Linked DNA regions of Mus musculus: region 2 is linked to region 1. A link is a contact called in public ChIA-PET data. All regions are on one chromosome and are shown on one strand. The core of a region is the stretch at or near the end of the contact, and the rest is flanking DNA. Distances in the headings are between cores, read along the strand shown. Region 1 overlaps Rftn1 (raftlin lipid raft linker 1). Region 2 overlaps Plcl2 (phospholipase C-like 2).

Region 1 (6,162 bases), core at 1,218-3,717:
TTGCATATTCTTCCAAATCCTAGTTCAACGGCACAGGGCTGAAGGTCTTTGTGTGCCTTTGATATCTGAGTATTCTGCTAAATTGACAGACTGTCAAGATACGACACGGGATTGGTTCAAGATGCCTGGGGTCCTTTAGAGGCAAATAGGCTTCTGGATTGTCTCCTAGAAGCAACCTCGGGAAAACTGAAGGGAGCTCTCTGGTCTGTCCCTGCACGGGCCTCTCATGTGCTTGGCACTGGAGAGTAGAGGGTGTCTGACTTCAGCCACTCCAAAGGCATCCTCATAGTTTGGGAATTGCCCTCTTCAAGCCACTAAATATATCCATTTCTAAGTAAATCCTGTTACTACGTGTTGCAATAAATATTTGAAGTGATTGCAAGGGAAAATACCAGAAGCCCTGAATTCTTCTTACAAAATGAGCATAACTTGTAAGCTGAGCTCATTTGGGCCTTTGGAGGGCAAATCTAATCTAAAGCTACTGAAAAAAAAAATCTTTAAAAATGATCAGCTCTTCCTTTAAGTAATAAACACATGGCAGAGAGCTATGATACTCACGACTTTTAAGTAATAAACATGTAACAGATCTCACGTCGATAATCTTAGATGTCACGACCTACGTCATTTCAAAGATAAATCTAAATTATTCCCTCTTTCCTAAGCCAGCAGGCAAAGCTTACATTTCAGCCATAAAAAGAACAAGAGGTTGTGTAGCTTGCCAGCAGAGTCATCTTTTCTCTATTTAGAAATAATCACGAGAAGCAGAAACAAGAAACAACTTAGACTGGAGCACTTCCCCAGTCAGATAAAAAGTTACTTAGTAAATGTCAGTTGTCTAAAACAAATGCTTTATCCCTGGGAAACAGGAAGAGAGGTTAACACCCATCCATTCCAGCCAATCCTTTCTTCTCTCTCTTCCTCCAAAACACCAGGTTAAATTAGCAAGGTCAGATTAGCTATTTTTTTTAAATAGTAGAGAAAGAAATGAGCCAGTAATAGATCTGTGCTGGTTATCTTTCGTCAACTTGACACAAGCTAAAATCTGAAAGGAGAGAATCTCAATTGAAACAAACAAACGAAAAATTGGCTTGTAGGCAGCTCTGCCAGGACATTTTCTTAATTAATGACTGATGTGGGAATGAATGCCCAGCCCACTGCGGGCAGCGTCATCCCTGGTCATGTGGGCCTGGGTTATATAAGACGCAGGCTAAGTGAGCAGTGAAGAGTAAGCCAGTTGGGGTTGGTGGCATCAAGTCAGATACCGCCCTTAAGAAAAGGACAACGCAAGGGCTGGAGAGATGGCTTAGGAGACAGCAGAACATTTGCTGCTCTGGGAGAAAACTTGGGTTCAATTCCCAGCACCCAACTCCAGCGCCCAGGGATTATCCAATGCCTCTGGTCTCTCTGTACTCCGTATACAAATGGGCACAGGCAGGCTCACACTCATGCACATGTGCACACACACGTTAATAAAGAATACAAATATTAATAATAAAATAATTAATAAAACAATCTGTATTCGATCAGAAGTGTGAGGATTATTTCTATTGTCTAGGATCAGGAATTACTTACTCCTTAAATCAAGGAGCAGAAGAGCAGTGTCTTTAAGACTGTTTGGAGATTAGTCATAGGGCCATAGAGGATAGAGATTGGCAAAGTTCTGGCTAGAAAACAAACAGTTGGAACAAGATAAAATACAAATCTGTCTGGCAAAGAGCCATGAGCACAGGCGAACTTGTTACGTAGCTATGCCAGTAGTGGGTAGCAGATGCATAGATTAACTCACTGATAGAATGACCCTGGGGAGGGCTGCCACTGACGCCTAAAGCAGTGGATAGGGAACAAATGGAGTTTCCCCTCATCCCAATAGGAAGTGCAAGATGGCACCAGATTAAGCTGGTGGCACAGTGTGATGCAGGAAGAATGGAAAGATTTCCAAGGAGAGAGTAGTTAGTAAGAGAGACATCTTAGGCACTTCTTCACCCTGTCTTTGGTGGCTTGAGGGAGGATAATAAATCAAGCTGTTACTAAGATAATTCTGGAATAATCAGGAAAAAGAGGATTATGAAATGAGAGCAATGGAGTTCAAAGTTCCCCTAACACTACGCTGAAGGTTTAAAAATGCTTGAGAGGGAAAAGAATGGAGAGAGAGAGAGAGAGAGAGAGAGAGAGAGAGAGAGAGAGAGAGAGAGAGAGAGAGAGAACACGAGAGCGAGCGCCATGGATCTTTAATGACTGCAGCTATAGGAGCACCAGGGGAGCCCAGGAGGAAGCGGGATGGAAAATGTGCCAGCCAAGTTACTGCCCCTTCTGATGTCCCTGGCCCCTGCCCCCAGCAGATACTTACTTCTGTCATAAAGGTTGGGTATCTATAGGAACATTCTGGATATGATGACACTGTCGCCACACACTCTCAAGGAGCTGTGTGCTGCCAAGTGAGTGTCTGTTACAGCTTAGCATCAACATACTACACCGCGACTTTAGAGAAAATCTTGCCACATCCTGTCTCAGAGCTTACAGTCAGGGCTGCCTCTTTGCTAGACAAACCACCTAACAACTCACAACTAGTTCAAGGCCTTTGTTGTTTGCCTCGAAAGGCCACAAAGGTAAATGAAGATCCTTTCTCTCAACCCTCTGGGATACAGAAAAAACCAGAGGAAACCATGGGGAACAGCCATAGGAAGAGGCCTGCTCTCTCTCTCGGACTCCTGCAGCCTCTCACGAAAGACACACAGAAAGTGAAAAGAAAGAATGTTCCTAATAATGCATAATTAATAGCATCTTATCAGGAACACAACAACTGAGTAAAATCAAGTCTTCCTAACATTTGCTGGTTCAGGAAAAGTCCCACATCTGCAATGCATGAATAGAAAGGATAGCTACCCATGAGTGGTCCCCAGGTGTTTTTATGGGCCACAGTCAGCTGAGTGACAGAAAGTCACTCAGCTTGCACATAATTACAGTTTCCATGTTCAAGACTGCTGCTATTTCTGCTTTTCTAGTTTCTCCCACCTACACCCCAGCACCTGCCTGAGACAGGGGACCAAAACACTCTATATCTGCAGCAACCAATGAGGTCACTGAAGAAATGTGTCCAGTGCAACTCAGAGGGGAGCTTGCATTTTAAAGTCCCATCAGTCCCAGAGCTGGAGAAATGGCTCTGATAGTAAGAATACCTCCTGCTCACACATAGAACCTGGGTTCCAAGTTCCCAGCACCCATGTGGTTGGGTGCTCACAGCCTTCTATAACCCCAGTTCCATGGGACCCTGCACCCTCTTCTAGCTTCCACAGACCCTGCACATACACGCAGTGTACAAACATACATGTAGGCTAGACATTCAGAAAGTTGTTTTCAAAAACTAAGCACAACCAACTTTGATGCAAATGTGTACGTATGCTTAGCTCTGTCCTTACACTTGAATGTACCCACCATTCATCTGGAGTCTACCAAAATGCAGATGCTGTTTCTACATAAGGGGAGGGGGGTGTCTGAGAACCTGAAATTTTGAAGGAACTCCCTAAAGATGCTGCTCCTGGACAGGAGATGCTGCCCCCGGACTGGAGATGCTGCCCCTGGACTGGAGATGCTGACCCTGGACTGGAGATGCTGACCCTGGACTGGAGATGCTGACCCTGGACTGGAGATGCTGACACTTCTGTCCCACCAGCCACACTTGGAGCAGCAAACCTTTTCCTCAGAAACCACAAGTCTGACCCTGAGGCTTCCTTTGGGTTCACTGTCTCTACATGATTTTAACCACATCTCCTTTAAGGAAAAGCTTGTATGAGACACTAATGTCTCACATATGCCTTAAAGCATACAAACAAGCCGTTAGAACACCGAGGGGCTGAGAGACAAGTGGAACAAGCATTATCCTTGGTGACCACAGGAAGTCTGCATGACTAAAGCTGGCATCTCAAGGCACAGATGTCCACTTGAAATGAGGCTCCTTCTTAAATATAATGGAAGGCTGTGTATGTTTCAAAAAGGCTTTTCGGTAATTTTACATTTCAAGTTAGATCTTAATAGATGTGGTACTTAAACTCACTCTGTGCCCCCCCCACACCCCCCAACCTCTTATTAAGAGCTGAGGTAGCCATTTCTCTGTGTCTGGGGATGGGTGACTAGAACAGGGCTATTACTCTCAATCTGCTATCACATCATAGGACTTCTAAAGCCATGTGCACATTTTATGAGTTATCTGACATTCTTACACATATATATCATTGTACTTTATTCGTACGTACCCCACAGTCCTTCCCTCCCCCAGCTATTTCTTCCTTCCTGCTCATTCCTTTTCCCCTGTAATGTCGTATGCATATATACATATATATTTTAAATCTACATTAACTATACTCTATACATAAGAGAAAACATGAAGTGGTTTAGAGTGTATTCCGCTCTTGCAAAGGATCCAAGTTCAGTTCCCAGCATGCACATCAGGTGGCTCACATCCACCTGTAACTCCAGCTCCAGGGGCTCTAACAACTCTATCCAATGGAGGTACCTACCCCTACTGCACGCATACACCGTTAAACTTGCTATTAATTATAAATTTTAATAAATCTTTATAAGAATATATCTTTCTAAAAAAGAGAGAGAGAGAACATGAGATATTTTGCCTTTTCGCCTTCACCTTACCATAATAGACTATTTTAGTTAAAATAATTCACAGACCAACCTTTTGGAGATCTTAGCTGAAAGTGTTCCTCTGAACGCAGCCATTTCCAGAGAGCCTCCCTGCTCCATACTGGATGAGCAGGTTGCTTCTGATGCCAGGACACCTACAACTTGATCAGTACCCAAACAGCACAGACTACTGACTCCATTTTCCTCCTAAAGTCTCTGAAAATAACTATAAAAAGTAGTCTCTGTTCCCCCTCTGGGCTGGGTGTGTCTTTTCCACACATGTCACTCGTGCCAACCTAGCACAGAGATCTCAAAATGACTCCAAAGCTCTAGCGAGTTACTTCTAACAATAATATTGAACCCCGTGTTCTTGAAAATAGAAGGTGAAAATTATCCTCAAATTACTATGTTAATGTAATTACAGTTTCAGCGGGTTTTACTGTGACCTGCAGAAAATCACTCTAGGCTTCGTATAAAACAAAAGAAAAAAGAAAAAGAAGAAGAAAAAAAAGAACAGAAGTGACCATGATCCTGAAGAATTGTTCTCTTACTACTATACATGCTACACATTTATGGTAATCATTTAATATGATAAGGGTTGAGGATATACGTCAGGTAGAGAATGTGTTTAGCAAGTGTGAGTCCCTGGGTCTGATCCCCAGCAAGGGAGAAAGATAATGCAGAACCCAATAAATAAAGGAAAGAAACAATAAAGAACCTTTGAGCTCGAGAGACGGCTCGGGGTTGTGAGCATTTGCTGTTCCTTCAGAGGACCTAAGTTCAGTTCCCAGCACCCATGCTCAAGAGCTCAAGACCACCTATAACTCCAGCCCAGGGGGATCTGATGCCCTTTCCTGGCCTCCACAGGTACCTGCAGTCATGCATCTATCCACACACCCACACGATCAAACATAAATATCTTTTTAAAAATCAGGAACAAATTAGGACATACATGGAACACCTCATCATAACTAACCTGCCATTTCATTCGGTGGTAAGATTAGGTGAGTATAGAAAATGTTTTTCGGCTAAGGTGGCTCCCTATAAAGAATAAAGGCAGAGGTCTGCCTTGCAGGTAACTAACTCAGGCATTCTAAACTGGAGGCAGTCTTGCTCACCAGCAGATGTTTGGTCACATCTGGAGGCACCTGTGACTGCTACAAGCACGGGATGGGAATGAGTTATCAACATGCAGATGCCAAAAAACGCCCTGTGAGGCCCAGGCAGTGCCACTCAATGATCCTATCCAAAAATGTCAAACATCAAGGTTGAAAAACTCTACGCTAACATGTAACCCCAAGCCTACGGCTAGCCCTAATCACTAAGAGAGCAACAGTCTTAAAAGTAGACAGTCATAGAGAATCTTCGCCTCTACACTCATGGCAACCCGCACAGGTGTCCCTTCTGGGGTTCCTGTTCTTCATTTCAGCTTCAAGAATAAAGACAGTGCTGTTTAGTGACGCAGTGTGCAAGGGCTCTGTAGTAGGAAGCTGCTCTCGTGATGACTGACAAAGACGGTTAAGCCATACA
Region 2 (6,162 bases), core at 1,126-3,625, 540 kb after region 1:
TCTCCACCTTCCTGCCTAGCAAATGTGTATTACTAAGGACTTCTAGTGGCTAACTCTGGAAGTGCTTCTCAGAAAAAAAATTACAAATATAAACAGTTAGTCTATCCACTTTCATAAACTATCACTGCAACTGGCAAGAATCTTGCAAGAATCCTGGCTGGCTTTTAAAATAATTCTGACTGCATGATACTATTCATTCTTATAACACTTTTACTGAATTCAGTTGATTATTTCAGTATAAAGAACCTGTGCTATAATGTGTATTAAAAGCATTTGATGTTACCTTCTGTTTATGAGAGTCAGTTCAGAAACTGTCTTGAAGTTTCATCTGTAAATGAGATTTCTAAATATGCGAATGAATTTAGGTGTACATTAGAGTGATAAGTGATAGAAATAGTTACTGTGGTCAGAGAGGCTTTTTATATTTTGGAATTCCAGCCATATAAAATGGAGTGTTATTGCTGTGCAAGCTGCAATCTAGTGCATAAGAGGTTCGGGACGTGCCGTGGCTTGGATGAAGGTTTTTGTGCCATGAAAGTCTCTTCTAGTCCCTGAAAACCACCCATGGATGATATAAAAGGTTAGAGCAGATTGGAAAGGTAGAGAATTCTTAGCTTTCTGGGCTGGGACCAGGGGCTACTCACAACTCCCAATCCACTGCATATTGACTTATCACTGGACATCATCTCCCGCAAGGTGTGAGAACAACTGAGTGCATTATGGAAGCAGGCTTGTGTGATACCACCACTAAGCTTAGGTTGAATATGACAGAAAATGGATTAAAATTGCACTTCATTAAAGCAAGCAAGAAAAAAAAATCTTTAGAAGTATTCTCCCTCTGTACTGAGTGCTGGGATTGTACTTGATTTGAAAATGCAAATTTGTTCCCAATTGATACGTTTAAGAACATTTTGCAAATAACTTAAAATTTCACACTTCCTTATGTGCAGTTTTGTCTGTAAGTAACACTAGGTGAACCAGAAAACGGTTCCCGGGTGAACTGAGTGTTAAGTCCCTGCCAGTTCCCTGGGTTCCGTGAGTCTGTTTGAACCTCTAGGCATCCATGTGTGTTACTGTGATCTGACTGGTCTGTGAGATTTCAGGTGCCCTTCTTGCAGTACCTCACAGCAGCTCACGGCACAAGCTGTAGCCTTCAGTGCCCACTTCTGCTTCAGGGCTTTTTCAAGGTCTGTTGTGCTGCTGTCATCTGTTGGTATTTAGTTGATTTGTGTGGTTTTAGGTTTTTCAGTGTTGTGCCCTTAACCTCACTTTCCTTATAAAGCCCTGTATTTTTAATTGTGCATTTTTATATAATGTAGTGATATTTCCAGGGCTGCATATGCAGCGTTATTACAGAACTGTTGATATTGCAGTTGCATTCTCCACAATTACCAGCATTACCAGATGTCAGTGCAGAGCTCTCAGGATGATGAACTCAGCTTCTGTCCAGAGACTCTCACGTCACCATAAGTGAACATTGCGTGATACCCTTGCTCTTTCTGGCCACTCCTGTGTTTAGAATTTGGTTTTGCTTTGTACTTGTTAACTTGGTGACTCTAGTTGAAGCATTACCATGAGGCTCATTTATCTTTTAACTAGTATTTTTTATTAATTATTTGAGAATTTCAAATAATATATTTTTATTATGTTCACCCCAACTCTTCCCCAGATCCATGCCCAGTCGCCCAGTCCCTCTCCCTCCCTCCTTCCTTCCCCCCTTGTCTTCCTCCCCTGCCCCCTCCTCTCTCCTATTTTACTCAAGTACTCTTGGGTATGGGGACAGCAATGGAGAGTATGTCAACCTCCTAGGAGACCCATAAAGAAAACTGACTCTTGCTCTTGTAAAGCTATTGCAGGCAATAACCCCTCAGGTAGGTAGTCCCAGCTTCGTGCTTTGCCGTCTAATGCTGAGATTTTCTTCCCAGCCTGAGCATGCACACATTTTGTTCATGCTATCATAACCACTGTGCATTTATATGTTCATCTGCTCGAGTGTACCTGGAAAGCACTGCTTACTGATAACTATCTGTCACCTCTGGCTCTTACAGTCTTTGAGCTCCCTCTTTCTCAGTGGTTCCTGGAGGCCCATTTATCTTTTAAAGTTCCTTCTTCACAAATTCAAACAAATTGTAGCCACAGTATTGGCAGAGAATATTTAAATTTTCCAAATTTCAGAGCTAAGCTTTGCCTAATTTCTAGCTAGTGATGGAGATCCTCACAAGACTTCCTCATTGCTCTCATTGCCTCCTTCCCTGATGATTATCTGTGATTGTGAAAGTTTACTTTGATCACAACACAACCTGCCTTCAGTGATCAGGGCACATCCTGCTTACAGTGATCATAGGACATCCTAACTGCAGTGATCATAGGACATCCTGCCTACAGTGATCATAGGACATCCTGCTTACAGTGATCAGGGCACATTCTGCCTACAGTGATCATAGGACATCCTGCCTACAGTGATCATAGGACATCCTAACTGCAGTGATCATAGGACATCCTGCCTATAGTGATCATAGGACATCCTGCATACAGTGATCATAGGACATCCTAACTGCAGTGATCATAGGACATCCTGCCTACAGTGATCATAGGACATCCTGCCTACAGTGATCATAGGACATCCTAACTGCAGTGATCATAGGACATCCTGCCTACAGTGATCATAGGACATCCTGCCTACAGTGATCATAGGACATCCTGCCTACAGTGATCATAGGACATCCTGACTGCAGTGATCATAGGACATCCTAACTGCAGTGATCATAGGACATCCTAACTGCAGTGATCATAGGACATCCTAACTGCAGTGATCATAGGACATCCTGCCTATAGTGATCATAGGACATCCTGCCTACAGTGATCATAGGACATCCTGACTGCAGTGATCAGGGCACATCCTGCCTACAGTGATCATAGGACATCCTGCCTACAGTGATCATAGGACATCCTAACTGCAGTGATCATAGGACATCCTGCCTACAGTGATCATAGGACATCCTGCCTACAGTGATCATAGGACATCCTGCCTACAGTGATCATAGGACATCCTGCCTACAGTGATCATAGGACATCCTGCCTACAGTGATCATAGGACATCCTGCCTACAGTGATCATAGGACATCCTGCCTACAGTGATCATAGGACATCCTGCCTACAGTGATCATAGGACATCCTAACTGCAGTGATCATAGGACATCCTAACTGCAGTGATCATAGGACATCCTAACTGCAGTGATCATAGGACATCCTGCCTACAGTGATCATAGGACATCCTGCCTACAGTGATCATAGGACATCCTGACTGCAGTGATCAGGGCACATCCTGCCTACAGTGATCATAGGACATCCTGCTTACAGTGATCATAGGACATCCTAACTGCAGTGATCATAGGACATCCTGCCTACAGTGATCATAGGACATCCTGCCTACAGTGATCATAGGACATCCTAACTGCAGTGATCATAGGACATCCTGCCTACAGTGATCATAGGACATCCTGCCTACAGTGATCATAGGACATCCTAACTGCAGTGATCATAGGACATCCTGCCTACAGTGATCATAGGACATCCTGCCTACAGTGATCACAGCTCTTCCTGACTAAGTGATCAAGAGTTTATGATGAACCCTAAGTTCTACCGTGTAGATTTCCACACTTCATCCAGGCTGTTGCTTTTCTCCTTTCCACCCATGAGCTCTGCTTTCCATTAATATGGATTGAGACAAAGGATATTTTTCACTGTTTAAATTCTACCCTACCTCTTATACTTCCAAGAAACCTATTTGTAGTAGCACCCCTGGTATATTTTGTTTTTTTGTTTGAAATGGCTCTTGGAACTCTTTAGGCTCTTCTGAAAGTTTTATTTTAGGTTTCCCCTTATATTTTCTATAATTTCGTTGTGAAGACTCTGGAAGTAGAGGTGAAGTGTTATGAAGAAGCCAGTCAAGTTAGCCTGGAAACAATTTGTTATTTAAAATCATATTATCATAGTGGTCTTGAAAAAGGTTAATGACCACAACTCTTGCTGATGATGTAGGCTTTTTAAAGATAGCTAATTCCCTGGCTTCTCAATGTGGATAGCAAGATGAATGGAGTTCCATTGCAAACATTCCCCACAGCAATTATCTGTTCATGCCCCAGTTCCCTATAACTTTTATTATGTCCAGGTATTACCAGCCATGTTAGGAGCTGGGTATGGTGACAAACACCTTTAATCTAGCACTCAGGAGGCAGGGCCAAACAGATCTCAAAAGTTTAAGGCCAACCTGGTGTTTACCGTTGGTTCCAAAATAGCAAGGGCTACATAGAGTCCTGTCTCCAGGGAATTAAAAAAAAAAACGAAAAAGAGGCTATGTCATATGTATGTGTGTTGTGTGGTTGTGCAAGTTTATCTTTAAATTGTGTGTGTGTGTGTATGTGTGTGTGTGTGTGTGTGTGTGTGTGTGTGTGTGTGTGTGCATTGAATTGTGAATGAGTTATAGGTGCCAGAGAATCCAGAATTATTGGATCCTCCTGGAGCTGGGTACAGACAGTTTTAAGCCTATATTAGAGTTGAGCATACTTGTTATTTCCGAGACTTTCCTAATGCATTAGTGTTAAAAATTTAGGAGCTACTAGTAAACAAGTCACTAATAAAAAAAAAATCCATTAGCAGTGACTGTATAAAAGTATTTTATACTAAATAAATAATGTCCATGCCTATATGGCTGGTTATTCCACCTGGCAGTGGATGTCTGAGTGCTATGCCAAGCCTTATACCTCTGTGATGAACAGAGAGAGATTGATGAAACTAATTTACTTGCAGTTTTGTAAATAGTGCTTATAAAATCAACCCTTTTCTCTGGCCTAGCATTCTATTGACATATCAGTGTACATTCACAGTGAAGGCAGAACAACTTAAGGGAACTTACTCACTTGGCTCTGCTCTTGAGACTATCTCATACACATCTGCTTTGGTCTGTACTCTGATGTGAGAGTGCACTAGTGCTTTTCACCAAAAAAAAATTATTTCTTTTATAGTAATAAATTAAGTAATTTGCTTATTTCTATAATATTTTAAATGTGCATTTTCTTGGTGTTACATTAAAACATCATTTGAAGAGATGGTTCTGGTCTTGAAGCTCATCAGCAGTAATATACTGACTGCTAGCATGACAAGTTCTGTGATCTCCAGCATGGAAAAATAAACTTTATAATTTAAGGATAAAGCCAACAATGTTGAGCCAGTTTAGTAATGGGCATGATGCTTTCTTTCTGCATTCCTCTGAGGGGTGGAACGGTTCCCTCTGAATTTGAGTGTCATTGAACGGAGTGCCTTTCTATTTTTACATGTGTGGGGCCCTACTCAGAAGAGAGTGGTATTGCAGATCATTCGGGGCCTTTGAAGGCAAATAGAATTTCAGGCCCATCACCCACAGTAGCAGAGGACCCCGAGAAAGTGGCTGAGCTCTCAGGTGGCTCTTTGGTGTTTACATCTGTGAGTCTGAGAGCCTAGCTTCCCCACATGGATCATGTGAGCAGTCCTGTGAGATACAGCACTTGAACTTTGGAGGAGGCCTGAATGACTATGCCTTGACTCATCCAGCCAGCATTCATACTATATAATTGCAGCTAGCTACAAAGTAGTAGACCCAGGTAGGAACTGCCTTTTACCAGATCGCTCTCCTTCTGCACCTGCAGAATCCTCAGAACCACGTTTTTCATTCAGTCATAATAGCCAGTGGAATGAAAGGAAGACAGCAGCCAAGCAGTCCCTTAGGAAGGTCCACACTTAGCCCTGTCCCTCTGGCCTAACACAGTGTTACCTGATACAGCCACAGGGGCCTTCAGCCCAGAGGGCTTCACTGCAGGTTAGTGCATTCTATGCTCTGGACAAGGACCAGGGACTAATAGTTACCAAATATTAATTTGATCGTAAATACCTCCAAACTATAAAAAGATACAGTCCCATAAATCACTGGTTCCACCTTTCAGAGGAAATAGTGCAGACATTTACAGCAGCTGTGGCAGAGTAAATGTGTTGGGTAAGGACTGTTTTCTTCCTGCTGGCTTTGCGTATTGTTTATTCTGTGCATTGTTCTCTCTGGATGCCTCCCTCTGCAATTCCCCCTTAACATGTTCGGTGAATACCTGCTGCTGCTGCTGCTGCTGACTTACA

What was found. ChIA-PET counts read pairs in DNA pulled down with a chosen protein or histone mark.
Region 2: an RNA polymerase II ChIA-PET map of memory CD8 T cells shows a contact between it and region 1, with 6 read pairs. The contact joins two enhancer-like sites. A contact is called at or near these places in 1 of 115 datasets of contacts at active chromatin or transcription factors (memory CD8 T cells) and 1 of 9 other capture datasets (embryonic stem cells).

What each region holds. Positions count from the first base shown.
Region 1 is chr17:50,091,829-50,097,990 of GRCm38.p6, forward strand. The region is part of intron 3 of Rftn1 (raftlin lipid raft linker 1); the gene reads right to left. Among named protein-coding and RNA genes, the nearest start is that of Gm52302, 60 kb to the left of the region's middle. Within about 2 kb of position 2,468, at least 59 of the 459 cell types and tissues checked have an H3K27ac peak or open chromatin away from gene starts, as enhancers often do. A contact at or near this core is called in memory CD8 T cells, where this site is marked.
Region 2 is chr17:50,628,881-50,635,042 of GRCm38.p6, forward strand. All of the region lies in intron 3 of Plcl2 (phospholipase C-like 2), which reads left to right. Among named protein-coding and RNA genes, the nearest start is that of Plcl2, 120 kb to the left of the region's middle. Within about 2 kb of position 2,376, at least 18 of the 459 cell types and tissues checked have an H3K27ac peak or open chromatin away from gene starts, as enhancers often do. A contact at or near this core is called in memory CD8 T cells, where this site is marked.